Linked DNA regions of Mus musculus: all the other regions are linked to region 1. The links are chromatin contacts, called in public promoter capture Hi-C maps. All regions are on one chromosome and are shown on one strand. Each heading gives the region's core, a stretch centred on a gene start, on an enhancer-like site or on the middle of the called end of the contact. The rest is flanking DNA. Distances are from core to core; before and after follow the strand shown.

What was found. Promoter capture Hi-C pulls out the DNA fragments that hold promoters and counts their contacts.
Region 2: a contact with region 1 is called in a promoter capture Hi-C map of embryonic stem cells, with 4 times the contacts expected there. The contact joins the enhancer-like site here to the promoter of Gsg1 in region 1. A contact is called at or near these places in 10 of 39 promoter capture datasets (cranial neural crest, embryonic stem cells, frontonasal cranial neural crest and 5 more), 4 of 484 Hi-C or Micro-C datasets (cortical neurons, nephron progenitors and ventral hippocampal neurons), 2 of 115 datasets of contacts at active chromatin or transcription factors (embryonic forebrain and forebrain) and 1 of 9 other capture datasets (embryonic stem cells).
Region 3: a promoter capture Hi-C map of hippocampal neurons shows a contact between it and region 1, with 6 times the contacts expected there. The contact joins the enhancer-like site here to the promoter of Gsg1 in region 1. A contact is called at or near these places in 7 of 39 promoter capture datasets (cranial neural crest, embryonic stem cells, hippocampal neurons and 3 more), 6 of 484 Hi-C or Micro-C datasets (cortical neurons, embryonic fibroblasts, embryonic stem cells and 2 more), 1 of 115 datasets of contacts at active chromatin or transcription factors (astrocytes) and 1 of 9 other capture datasets (embryonic stem cells).

The regions. Positions count from the first base shown.
Region 1 is chr6:135,252,322-135,256,159 of GRCm38.p6, forward strand. Gsg1 (germ cell associated 1) reads right to left here and starts at 2,015. Exons shown (of 7, transcript NM_010352.2): 1 at 1,812-2,015; 2 at 952-1,011.
Region 2 is chr6:136,148,424-136,152,261 of GRCm38.p6, forward strand. All of the region lies in intron 3 of Grin2b (glutamate receptor, ionotropic, NMDA2B (epsilon 2)), which reads right to left. Among named protein-coding and RNA genes, the nearest start is that of Gm26653, 23 kb to the right of the region's middle. Within about 2 kb of position 2,253, at least 28 of the 459 cell types and tissues checked have an H3K27ac peak or open chromatin away from gene starts, as enhancers often do. A contact at or near this core is called in cortical neurons, embryonic stem cells and hippocampal neurons, where this site is marked.
Region 3 is chr6:135,898,627-135,902,464 of GRCm38.p6, forward strand. All of the region lies in intron 5 of Grin2b (glutamate receptor, ionotropic, NMDA2B (epsilon 2)), which reads right to left. Among named protein-coding and RNA genes, the nearest start is that of Gm14330, 48 kb to the left of the region's middle. Within about 2 kb of position 2,100, at least 22 of the 459 cell types and tissues checked have an H3K27ac peak or open chromatin away from gene starts, as enhancers often do. A contact at or near this core is called in cortical neurons and hippocampal neurons, where this site is marked.

The DNA.
Region 1 (3,838 bases), core at 765-3,264:
TGGGTCACATATGCTGGCAAATCTCTCCTTTATGTTCGTTGGGAAGGGCCAAAGGAAAACATTTGGGACCTCCCTCCAGCCTTTCCCTTTCCTCTTTGTCATGGAATTGTTTGAAGGCTTTTGCTATGGCAGTCATTTCCAGGAGAGGAAGTATCCCCCCCCACTCCCCCCCAACCCCGCCTCCGCCTTTCTTCCATGCCCTAAGCCGCTGGCTGGCATGAATCAGAGGGAAAGCCACATTTGCACTTCCTGTGGGGCAATCCTTCACGTGCAAGTGACTGCTAGGACACTGGCTGCCCGGGTGTCTCAGGGACTGAGGGATTCAATGAGGAAGAGGGGTGCCAGGAATGCTGCTGTCCCTAGACAGTAACGGATCACCCATCCCCACCCCAGCGTGAGCTCCTTCGTTGCATATTTTCCTTCCCTTTCTCCCTTCATCTTCATTCTCTCTGTCTCAGTGCCTGAGCCAGATGAGATTTCTCCATGCTTCCCCATGAGTAACCCTCCCGACGGTGTTTACTACGGCGCCCCAGTTGCCTAGCACCGGGCGTGGTTGCCGTGGCGACGCACCGGGAGCGTGTTTTGAATTGTTTCGCAGGGCCCCGCCCTTGTGCAGCGAGTCCTTGGGACTTCTAGGTGTGGCAAGGAACCACTAGGTTTCTTCCTCTTTCTCTTCCTTGGGTGGGTCCTGCATCCGGTTGGCCTATCCATCAGGGCAGGCGAGGACCAGCCCAGAGAAGAGAATGGATCCTGGGTTAAATTCCTAACACCAGACGGGACAAGTGTCCTGGTTGCTGTCAAATCCCAAATCAAGCGTTTCCCTATTCCCTCCAAAACGTGGTTCCCTAGGTCCTTTCTGATGGAGGGGTAAGGTAGGCCTGCCTCGTTTTGTAGACACGAGAGGTGAGCACATGAACCCCTTAACACATCTGAGGACTACTGGTTACCTACCTGCTTCCCCAAGGGCTGGCGGGAGAGGTGGGGAGTCCTCTACAGTTTTGTTCTGAAGATCTAAAGAGGTGGAAGGAAAGCGGAATCTAAGGAAAAAGCATCCCAAACTACCAGGCCAGTGGTTAGACCCTTCGCTAGCTAACTGCTCCCGAGGCCCTCGCACCCCACCAGGTATAGAGCACCATCTCCATTGTGCTGCTTGGATTCGATCTTTGATTTGCACCAGATCACAGATGTAGACATGGTAGAGTCCGCGTTTAGACCCGCAACCCTAAAAGGCCCACTGCTTTTGAAGGAACGTGCCCACACAGCAAAGGGCAGGGAGACACTTTTTAACAAAAGCCACAGATTTCGGGTCATGGAACGGCCTCCACAATGAGGCAAGGGTTCAAGTGTCCTGTGCTTTATATCTGTGGCTTCATGTTAACACCAGGCTTCCCCATAACCCTGCCCCCTCTCTAGAGAACTAATCCTGAAAGATACTAACATTTCAGGCACTGACTGGCTTTTGCTATCATGTTCATATCTGTAAGGGCTCCACCAGTTGATGGTTGATGTGTGTACTTTGGGGGCTTCTTTCTGAACTTGGGGGAGCTGCCTGAGCCCACACTGCTGGCTCTTCAGAGCTTTGAGCTCTGTCCCAGTCTCACCAATGCCGCTTTCTTAGGCTAGCTGGGCCTTCTGAACATACTTGCTCACTGCTCAATAACTATACATTACTCCCCTCTCCGTGTGTGTGTGTGTGTGTGTGTGTGTGTGTGTGTGTGTGTGTGTGTTCATGCCACTAGAGATGGGGCTCAAATAGTGAAATAAATATAATTAGTTTTTTTTAACAACATTTCCAAAAGCTGTGTACCTACCTCCTGGGTGAGACAAACATTTTGAGTCAGCTGACAGGAGTTGAAAATGTGTCTCAGCTTCTGCTCTGACAGGTCTTAGTTGCGTGGCTCAGGTGTTGAGGGAGAGGGTGCACCAGGTCCCCTCTTGCCAGCAGAGGGGGTAAGGTGGTATGTGGGCAGTTGGGAGAGGATGAATGCCCCTCAGGCACGCCGCCAGCTTGGGTAGGGATGGGTTACTATGACTTCATTCTGTGATGTCACAGTAGCAGGCAGGGCTCTCTCCCCCGGATGCCCCGCCCACTCCTCTCCCAACCCTAGAAAGACCAGGTTGAGAGAAGGGCACACGCTCAGTACCTCTCAGTCTCCTGAGGTCTTTCAATCGGTGCTTAATGAGTATAAAAAGATCTGGGGAGTTCATTCAAACACAAATCTGAAGGTTAGGGATGGCTTGCATGTGGTGCCAACCAGATCACATTGGCTTGTGAGGCTTGCCCACTGCTGTCAGAGAGAATTACAGTTGTGAGCCACATAAGGCTTAACAGTGTTCTAACACCTCCATTCAAAACAGTGAGATGAACACACACAGCAATAACAATGAACTCTTACCCAGGGCTGGGTGAAAGCCGACATCCCCCTCCTCCCCCACCCTCCAGCAACCACTGGAACCACACTGTTCTCAACATTGCATTAAAATGAAATATAACAGCTAAGTTGCACCATCTACATCTGAAGGGCTCAAAAGCCTCATGTAGTAAGCAGCTACTGTGTTGGCCTTTTTAACTCTAGACCATTCTTGAAGAGGTAATGGTGCAAAAGAGTTGCCATCTTAAAGGACCAGTGTCTGGAAATCTAAGGAGGCATTCAGTATCACGTTTATTTTTATTTGAAACAAGGCATTACACTTCATGTGTAGCTGAGTCTGGCCTTGAACTCTCGATCCTCCTTCTCCTCCTATCTCCCAAGTGCTGGGATGACAGCAGTGTCCACCACGTGTTGAATTTTCAGTTTTGCTTTGCAACAGGCTCTTACTCCAGCTAAAGCTGGTCTGGAACTCACTATATAACAAGGTTGGCCTTCAACTCATGGCAATCCTCCAGCCTCAGTCTCTGAGCACCAAGACTACAGATGTGAGCCACCATGCCAAGTTCACTCTCAGAGTTTTAGTAGACATAATTCAGTTGACGCCGAGGTACAACTCAGCCTCAGGTGTGAAGTCCAGGATTGAAAGGGTCTGGATGAAGACCTGTCCTGTGTGACATGGAACCCTCCATCCCTCTCTAAGACCCTTGCTCTTCCTTATCAAGGCACCCAGATCCTGACCTTCAGGACCTCAGATTCTAGCCTCAAATCCCTTATTCCAGCCCTGAGAATGCTCCCTTACCTCTGAGCTTCTATAGCATGCCTGGTCAGCTAATACAATCAGATTTTTCTTCTTTCTTTTCCCTCCCTTTCCTATTCTCCTTCCATCTTCTCCCTTCCATCTCCTTCCTTTCCTGCCTCTTCGCTTCTGTCCTAGTTAGTTAGTTTCCATTGCTGAGAAGAGACAGCGTGACCAAGGCAACTCTTATAAAGGATAACATTTAATTGGGGCTGGCTTACAGTTTCAGAGGTTCAGTCCATTGTGGGAAGCATGGCAGAGTCTAGGCAGGCATGGTGCTGGAGGAGCTGAGAGTTTCAAAGGCAAACAGGAGAAGACTAGTTCCCACATGGCTCAGAGGAGGGTCTCAAAGCCTACCTCCACAGTGACACACTCCCTCCAACAAGGTCACACCAACTCCAACAAGGCCTCCTAATAGTGTCACTTCTGGGTCAAGCGTATTCAAACCACCACATTCCATTCCCTGGCCCTTATAGGTTTGTTCAAACACATTCTTCTATGGGGGGCCATACCATAATATAATACATACCATAGCATAATGCAAAATACTTTAGTCCGACTTCAAAGTCCCATAGTTTATAACAGTTTCAACAATGTTAAACATCCAAAGTCCAACATCACAGGATATACACTACCATTTCAAAACATCACAGTGAGGAAATACTGGATG
Region 2 (3,838 bases), core at 1,003-3,502, 900 kb after region 1:
CAGGAAATAAAAGGGAAAGGGATGGACAAAGAAAGGGGAGAAGAAAGGACAAAAGGAAGGAGAAAGGAGAGGAGTGGAGAAGGGAGGGGAGGGGAGGGGAGGGGAGGATAGAGAGAGGGGGGAGGGATGGAGGAACTGGGAGGTAGGGAAGGGGAGAAGAGAGCTGTGGAGAGGAGGAAAGGAGAAGAGAGAAGCAGGACGATCCTTTGCAACATTGATAACTCTCTCCTCTCTCCTCATGGCGATGTTCAAAATGATGGTACCACAAATACTCTGACAAAGTTCTGCTCTATCCTCTGATACATCCTAGTCCCTGAGCAGGAAGGGCAATGCAGAAACCCAGAGAGGCTACTTTCTGACTACAAATCAATTTCTTCACACAATCACTGTAGTCTAGAATGGCTGTGTCTGCCCTGGAAGCTACCTGCCACATATGGCTGTTCAAGTTTAAGTTAACGTGCATCCTCCAGCCTTGCTATTGCCCCATGGCCCAGTGACTATTACGTTGGACAGCAAAGAAAATTGGATATTTCCAACATGGTAGAAACTCTCTTGGACAGCGCTGGTTTCCAGATTATTTCAACAAGTTCCAGTTGCACCTTAAATTAAGACTAAAATAGAGTGCTTTCGATAAAGAGAAGCGAGCACTAATTAGGATTAATTTCAGGCCATCTTCACTAATAATGGTCTAATAATGGCACTTTCTTCTTAAACACTGGCATTGATCTAGACAGGTGAGCCCTAAAGCCTTACCTAACAAAGTAGGAAGAGGCAGCCAGAGACAGTAAGGGAAGCAGGATCCCTAAGTTTACAAGGGATGAGTCCAAACATCAGCACAATCCAGGCGCCCATAAGCAAGTCACCTGATCTCCTCTCCCTCCGTTTCCTAATGGAATCAGAACATCTATCCCATAAATCAAGCAGCTTGGTTCACGTGGCTGTTTGTTGCAACGTCCTAAGCAAGGGCTAGGCATTAGATCGGTTCCCTCCTTCTGTTTTTTCTCCCACCACCAACACCACTACAAAGACTCATGAAGTACGCCATGCGTCCTTCCTTAGCTTTGAGAAGGAAAGGAAGCAACTACATGGACATCGTTCATTGTAGTTCTACTCTATTCAGAACACTTTATTTGTGATTTTCTTTAAAAGAGAGGGAGAGGTGGAATAGTGGAAAAAAAAGATGGAGAGGAAATAAAATGTAAGCTCTTGGAGACGTTTTTAAGAAACTCCTTAGGGAGCTGGGGATGCAGGTTAAGGGCAGAGTGCTTGGCTAGCATATGTGATGCTCTGCATCTAATGTCCTGCGCTACGAATAAGCAAATAATAGTCTTGGAGATTATTCTTCCGATACATCTGGAAGAGTAAAGCAGGATAAATGGAGTCTAACAAATACTGGAATCCAGATGTGATCCTGGAGAATAAGAAGAGTCTGGTTTGTTATTTGAGATGTTTTCCCAGGGGAGTTGAACACGGAGCCCTGTTCTGAAAGTTGTAATGGTGTGGTCTGACAAACAAGGGGGAGGAAGAAATGATAGCACTTCAAAGTGAAAAGGCAGGGAAGGACAAGTTCAGACAGATGCATGCTGGGAAACGATGGCTGGTGGGGTAAGAGGCAGGTAGCTGCTGGGGTGAAGCCCAGGTGCGAGCGTGGTCAGGCAGTAAGGGCTCTGTGGGGAATTTCCCTTTCCTAATAATGAGTAATGTAGAGCCACTACGGATTCTTGAGCAGAGGAAAACAGTGTTTAAGGGAGACAATTCCGGCAGCTGTGTGGAGGATGGAGAGAGGCCTACAGGGAAGCCAGTGAGGGCCCTGTACTAAGCAGGGAACCATAGAAATGGAAATGAGAATCAGAGGAGGCCTTTCTAAGAAAGAACTGGCAAAGACTGGTGTGGACTGGAAGTAGGGGCTGCTGGAGAGGGAGCCAGAGGGAATGGGTGCCAGGTCAGTGTGCCTGTTGAAAACAACGGAAGCTGGGGGGGGGGGGGGTCTCGTGGCCATTGAGACAGGGAAGGGAGGAGAAAGCTGGGGGTTTTCTCTCCTTTACTGTTTTCAATACAAGGATAACATGCCAGGGGAGATTTTTCTATAAACCACTGGAGACATAATCACATGCTGGAAATGCAGATTTCAGAACCATCAAAATCAATGTAACTGAAACCATGTGAGAAAATGAGCCGTCTAAAGAACGGAGGGCCAAGCAATGGGAAGTGGGACTAGATGATGCTTTGAGAAAACAATGCGCATGGAGAGCAGAAGGGATGGTTGGCTTGCTCAGCTGGAATGTAGCCCTTTGGGGCTGCTTAGCTCTTTGCTGCAGGATACTGCCCTGGGCAGAGGGGAATATATCTTTAGCTTCTACCCACTAGATGACAATTCTCTCCCCCTCTCCCAGTTGTGACAACCAAAAATATTTCTCCAAATATTGTCAAATGGACTCCAGCTAAGAGCTACTGATGGAGAACTGAGAACAGCATCCGTTTGTTCCAGGCACTGTTGAGAGGGCTTCAGATGTGTTCACTTATTGAATTCTCCAAACAACATGCTGAAGCAGCTGTAACTGCTATTATTCTCTATTATTCCCAAATTAGGAAACCAAGACTCGGAAGTTAAGTAGGAGCTTTTCCAAAGTTCCAAATACCAGGATCTGACAAGGGCACGCAGTGTGTCTACAGGGCTCATGGTTTGGTTTTGATTGGTTGAGTCTTGTTTGCTTGTTTGTCTGTTTGCTTTTCAAAACAAAAAAGCTTTAGTGTCTTATCATTAAAAAGTAGGGATCATATGCAAACACACTGTGGAGACAGACTCCTCAGAGCCCTCTGGGGCTGAGTGGAGAGTGTTAAGTGGATGTGTGAGATACCAGAAACATCAGGTTTGAGGAACTGGGACACTGGGACAGGACAACTTGTCTGGGAATGTGGACTCCAGAAAGAATGACAGGGCTGAGGAAAGAACGTGCATTTTGGGTTGCAGCAAGTAAGACTTTCCAGTCACCATGTTGGAAACAGCCCAGGGGTGGAAAGATGAGATTTTACAGTGACCAGCTGGCGGGAAGCAGTTGAAGTGGCAACTAACAGGTAAGAGAAGGAATAAGACACACAGATGCTCTGAGATTTAATGGTCCACGGACTAGACACAGCTACAGGGTACGCCAAAGTAAAGGTCTGTCACTCAGTCGTCCAGACATAGTGGTATCTGAGAAGAAGAACTCCAGAGTGGATAGGTGAAATCATTTTCAGAACTTCCTTTCTCTGCCTTTCATATTATGGTGACAAAATAGAGGGAGAGAAAAAAGACAGGATTATAAAGAGTTTGATCCATAATAGAGAAACTGAATTGGAGTATGAGAAAAAGAAAGTACAATAAGGGGCATGTGGTGGTTTGAACATGCTTGGCCCAGGAAGTGGCACTATTAGGAAGTGTGGCCTTGTTGGAGTGGGCGTGGTCTTGTTGGAGGAAGTGTGTCACTGTGGAGGTGGGCAATTAGACCCTCCTCCTAACCACGTGGGAGCCAATCTTCTCTTAGCTGCCTTCAGATGAAGATGTAGAAACTCTCAGCTCCTGCTGCACCATGCCTGCCTGGACACTGCCATGTTCCCACCTTGATGATAATGGACTGAAGCTCTGAACCCATAAGCCAGCCCCAGTTAAATGTTGTCCTTATAAGAGTTGCCTTGGTCATGGTGTCTGTTCACAGCAGTAAAACCCTAAGACAGGGTGGAAAGAAACAAATGGTATCCACACTCTGGAGAAAGAAGTATCTAAGATGTCACCTGGTGAGGTCAAATGTCAGTAACCCACCTGAAGCAGAGAAAGCGAAGCCTGCTATCACAAGACAGG
Region 3 (3,838 bases), core at 850-3,349, 650 kb after region 1:
GGTTGTCTCTGTCTCCCTGTCTCTCTCAAAACAAAGAACTGAAGAGAACAAATGACTTAGTTTAAAGCCATGATTATAAACCGTCTCCTAACTCCACCGGTTTGCCCAGCCATTCTGATCCACCCCTGAACTGGGGGCCTTTCTTCCTTTGTTCTTTTAATCGTTGTTTGTTTAAATGCTTTGGAGTAAGGTATCAAGTAGCCTAGGGTAGTTTTGAACTTGCTAGCTATCCAAGGTTGCTTTTGAGTTCCTAATCCTCCTGCCTCTATAGACTGAAAGATGACAAGAGCCACCACATCCAGCCTTGTACCTCTAATCTGATGTCACTCTTGATGTCACTCTTGACTGTCCTAGATTTGGATCATGATAACGATTTCCAAAGCCAGATAACTCAAGGGCCAAGAATAATTTATTCATGGAGAGACAATCTTGGAGGAACAGGGAAGGACTTGCTATTACTGAGAAAGATAAAGAAGATGGGGGGGGGGAGCTCAGTTTTCAGAAGAAAGTGAAACACAGAGGTGCAGGGCACAAGCAGAGAAGACTGCTTCCCACTTCCCTTTTTTTTTCACGAACTTCCAGAAAAGAGATGGCTGAAGGAATGGAGGGTGGATTTGGAGACTACTCCTCTGTGAGAGGATTCACTCCGGCTGCTGAGGGGAAATAACCTACAGGATAAGAGAGAGACAGAGAGAAGGCAGGAGTGGGGTGGGCGAGACAAAGAGGAAGACATATGGGGAGGGGGGTGGGAGGAGATGAGTGAGGAGTAGAGAACATGCTATGGGCGGCAGCAACACTGTTGGAAACATAAGAACCGCCCCCGGAGACGAAATGCCAGCGTCTCTGGGCAGAATCGAAATTGTCAGCGCACACATTCTTGCTCGGAGAAATAGTCACTTTTCTTTTCCTTTCAAGATGACTTCCTCTTTCAGCCTCAATAAAACCTTCTGATAGAAACTGGTGGAGCTTCAGCCCCACCATTCTTGGCCCCTTCCCTGGCATTTCAGCTCAGATCCCATAGCAAGGGAAATTCAAGAACAAGTAAGAGCCTGGATTTCATATAAACTCGCATCTTACAAGATGAGAATGGAAGAAATGCATCTCTCCCAAAAGGACGAGGAAAATATCATCGTTAATGATCATACTTTCTAAATATAATTCCCCACTCACTTCTCAGTTATTAACGCCAATAGGAACAGAGGCAGTGCCATAAAACAAGTAAAATTAGATAATAATAGCAAAGCTGACTGTGCTGTGAACACTCTCTTCAAGGGCCCTCTGCAAGGAGCTTTGGTGTGTTCTCATTTAACAGATAAGAAGGGCAGTGTGATACAGTTAGTGTTGCCTCTGCGGAACAGCTGGGGAACCAAGTTCACAGAGGTTAGGTAACTGGCCACAGCTCTGGGTTAACAGGTGCAGGAACCAGGATGGCGAGGAGTCCCTGTGGCTTCTAGTCCTGTACAAAAGGCTCTAAATCTTATTTTAGCCAACAGTTGAATGTTAAACTCTTTCCTCACCAACTTTTTCTTGTACCTGGTGACTGGGGATTGTTTTAAAACCTTTCAGTCCCTTTAATTTCTTCCTTATGCTATGTAAACAAATTAAGGTGATCAAAAACTAGATGCTGCCTGATTTAAAAACCATAAACAATCAACTTGTGGTTAATGATAGCTGCATAAAAGAGAAGAAAAATTAAGAAGGCACATGACCGCATAATGTCCACCTTATATACCATATCAGACACCACTCTTTTTCCTTAATGGCTTTAAAAAGCTATGCCCCGATTCAGCTGGTGACCACAGTCTCCATCAGGCCTGTGACTTTTGCTCAACACTGTCCGCACTCTCCCGCTCCCATGGTTGTGAATGCTGGGGAATTCAGCTTGAATCACACCTTCCTCTTCTCAGCATGCTCTCCTGAGAGAGCTCATCTTCTCTCAGCTCGGCGGCCGACAGCCGTGCCAACTCTACACTGATGAATCTGGAAGTTCACATTCATAGCTGTAGGCACTGCAAGGCAACCGCAGGAGCCGGTACAGCTTCAGCTTAGAATCAGCTGCATCTTGTGTGAGAAACAGGCTCCAGTGTCAATCGCTCTCCCTCATGTGTTTCCTTATTAGTCATCTAAGAGCCGGCTTTGATTGTTCAAGCCTGTGTTAGCAGTATATAGGCCATTACCAGATTCTAAAATAGTCAACGTTCTCCAGCTATCTTTGTGACCCCCAACTGGTCCTTGTTTCTTCACACGTAGGATATTTACCAAAAGCTTCTCAATCTGTCTCTGTCTCTCTGTGTCTGTCTGTCTTTCTCTCTGCAAAAAAAATAAGCCAAGCCCTAGAGAGAATAAATGACTTGATTTAAAACTACAAAATTAAAATGATTAGAAGCCAACTCCCAAGATGGTTCCTTGCCAGTATATCCTGTTGTCTGTGAAAAGAACAAGGCTCTTCTACTGTGATCCATCCTCATTTGTCATCTCTTCTCCCCAGTTCCACTAAGATATGTTGATAGCAACATGACCCTCTCTGTCAAGTTTTGAGTTTAAATCTTTGGTCATGTGATTATTCCCACTTGGAGAAATATCAGCTTCTTAGCTATTTTTATTCCGCATCCTTTGAAGTCTAGGATGAGGACCACTGCCTACACGTTCTCCAAGCAGTTCCAGGGCTTTAACTTCAGCGATACAGACAGTCCCCGCCTCTATAGCACAAGAGCCATGCCACCCCTTTGAAACACTTCACTGTGATCTGTCTCTCACACTTTTACTCAATATGTTTGTGTGGGCGGGCTTTGCTTCCTGAACTGAACTTGACTTGTGAAGTAAATTCGATTGTGTCTTTTCTATTGTGCTGTCTTTTACACTGAGGACAGCTCTGGGCTAGAGTAGATACTTCACCATTTGTTTAAAATAAAAAGAATCAGAGAATAGAACCTGACATCAAGTCTTCAATAATATAGAACACCAAAAACCCAGAGGAAATCGAGTCCATAGGTAATGTAAAGCTTAATTTCACAATTAGCTTCAATTAACTCACTCATTCAAGAAACCCAGAATGGGTTGCTCCAAGCATCCTGCTGATGTGGAGCCAACCATCCAGGCACAGAAAGAGTCATGTATGTAAAGGTTAGTCAGAGTTGTGGGTAAAATGAGAAAAAGTGGATGGATCCCAGATGAAGTCAGTTAGAGACATAGTAAAATTCAGGAACTGAGAGAGGTGAATGGAGGAGAAGGAGGATTCAAAGAATGGCAATGGGACTCCCAACTCAGGCAAAGAAAGGAGAGCATGCTGTTTCTGGAGGCAGAGAAAAGCAGCCGGCATTCATGAGGTCTTCCATGAATTTTCAAGCATCGGGGTGGTGAACAGTTCCGTGGTTGGAACTGTGTCAGAGTTTGCAGCCCCCAGGCCACTGAAGGTTTGTTTCATGACTGTCACCCTGCTGAACTGCAAAGAGTTTTTCTCAAAAAGCGCTCCCACAAGAGGCCCAAGAGGAGGACGGTGCTGCTCAGGCCAGCACCTGGCAAGCAGACTGAATCACTGCCCAGCAGAGTTTGCTGAGGCAGGAAGAGCGTAAAATGAACCCTCCTGTCAAAGAAAATCAAGTCTGACCTATTTGTTTTCCTTTATCAAGTGAATCAAAAGCTTAGCCGAGCGAACTAAAGCCAAGTCTAGAAAAGAGTGTAGACAGCGCCACAGAGAGTAGACGCAAGATGCAAGCTTCCTCTGAGACCCTTAATCTCTCCTCCCCTCCAGGTGTGTGGTCAGCTGCTGCAGCATCCTGTGGTACGAATCAGACTCAGGTTCCTGTTCAAGGCTCTTCACTGAGCACAGTTCAAGGAA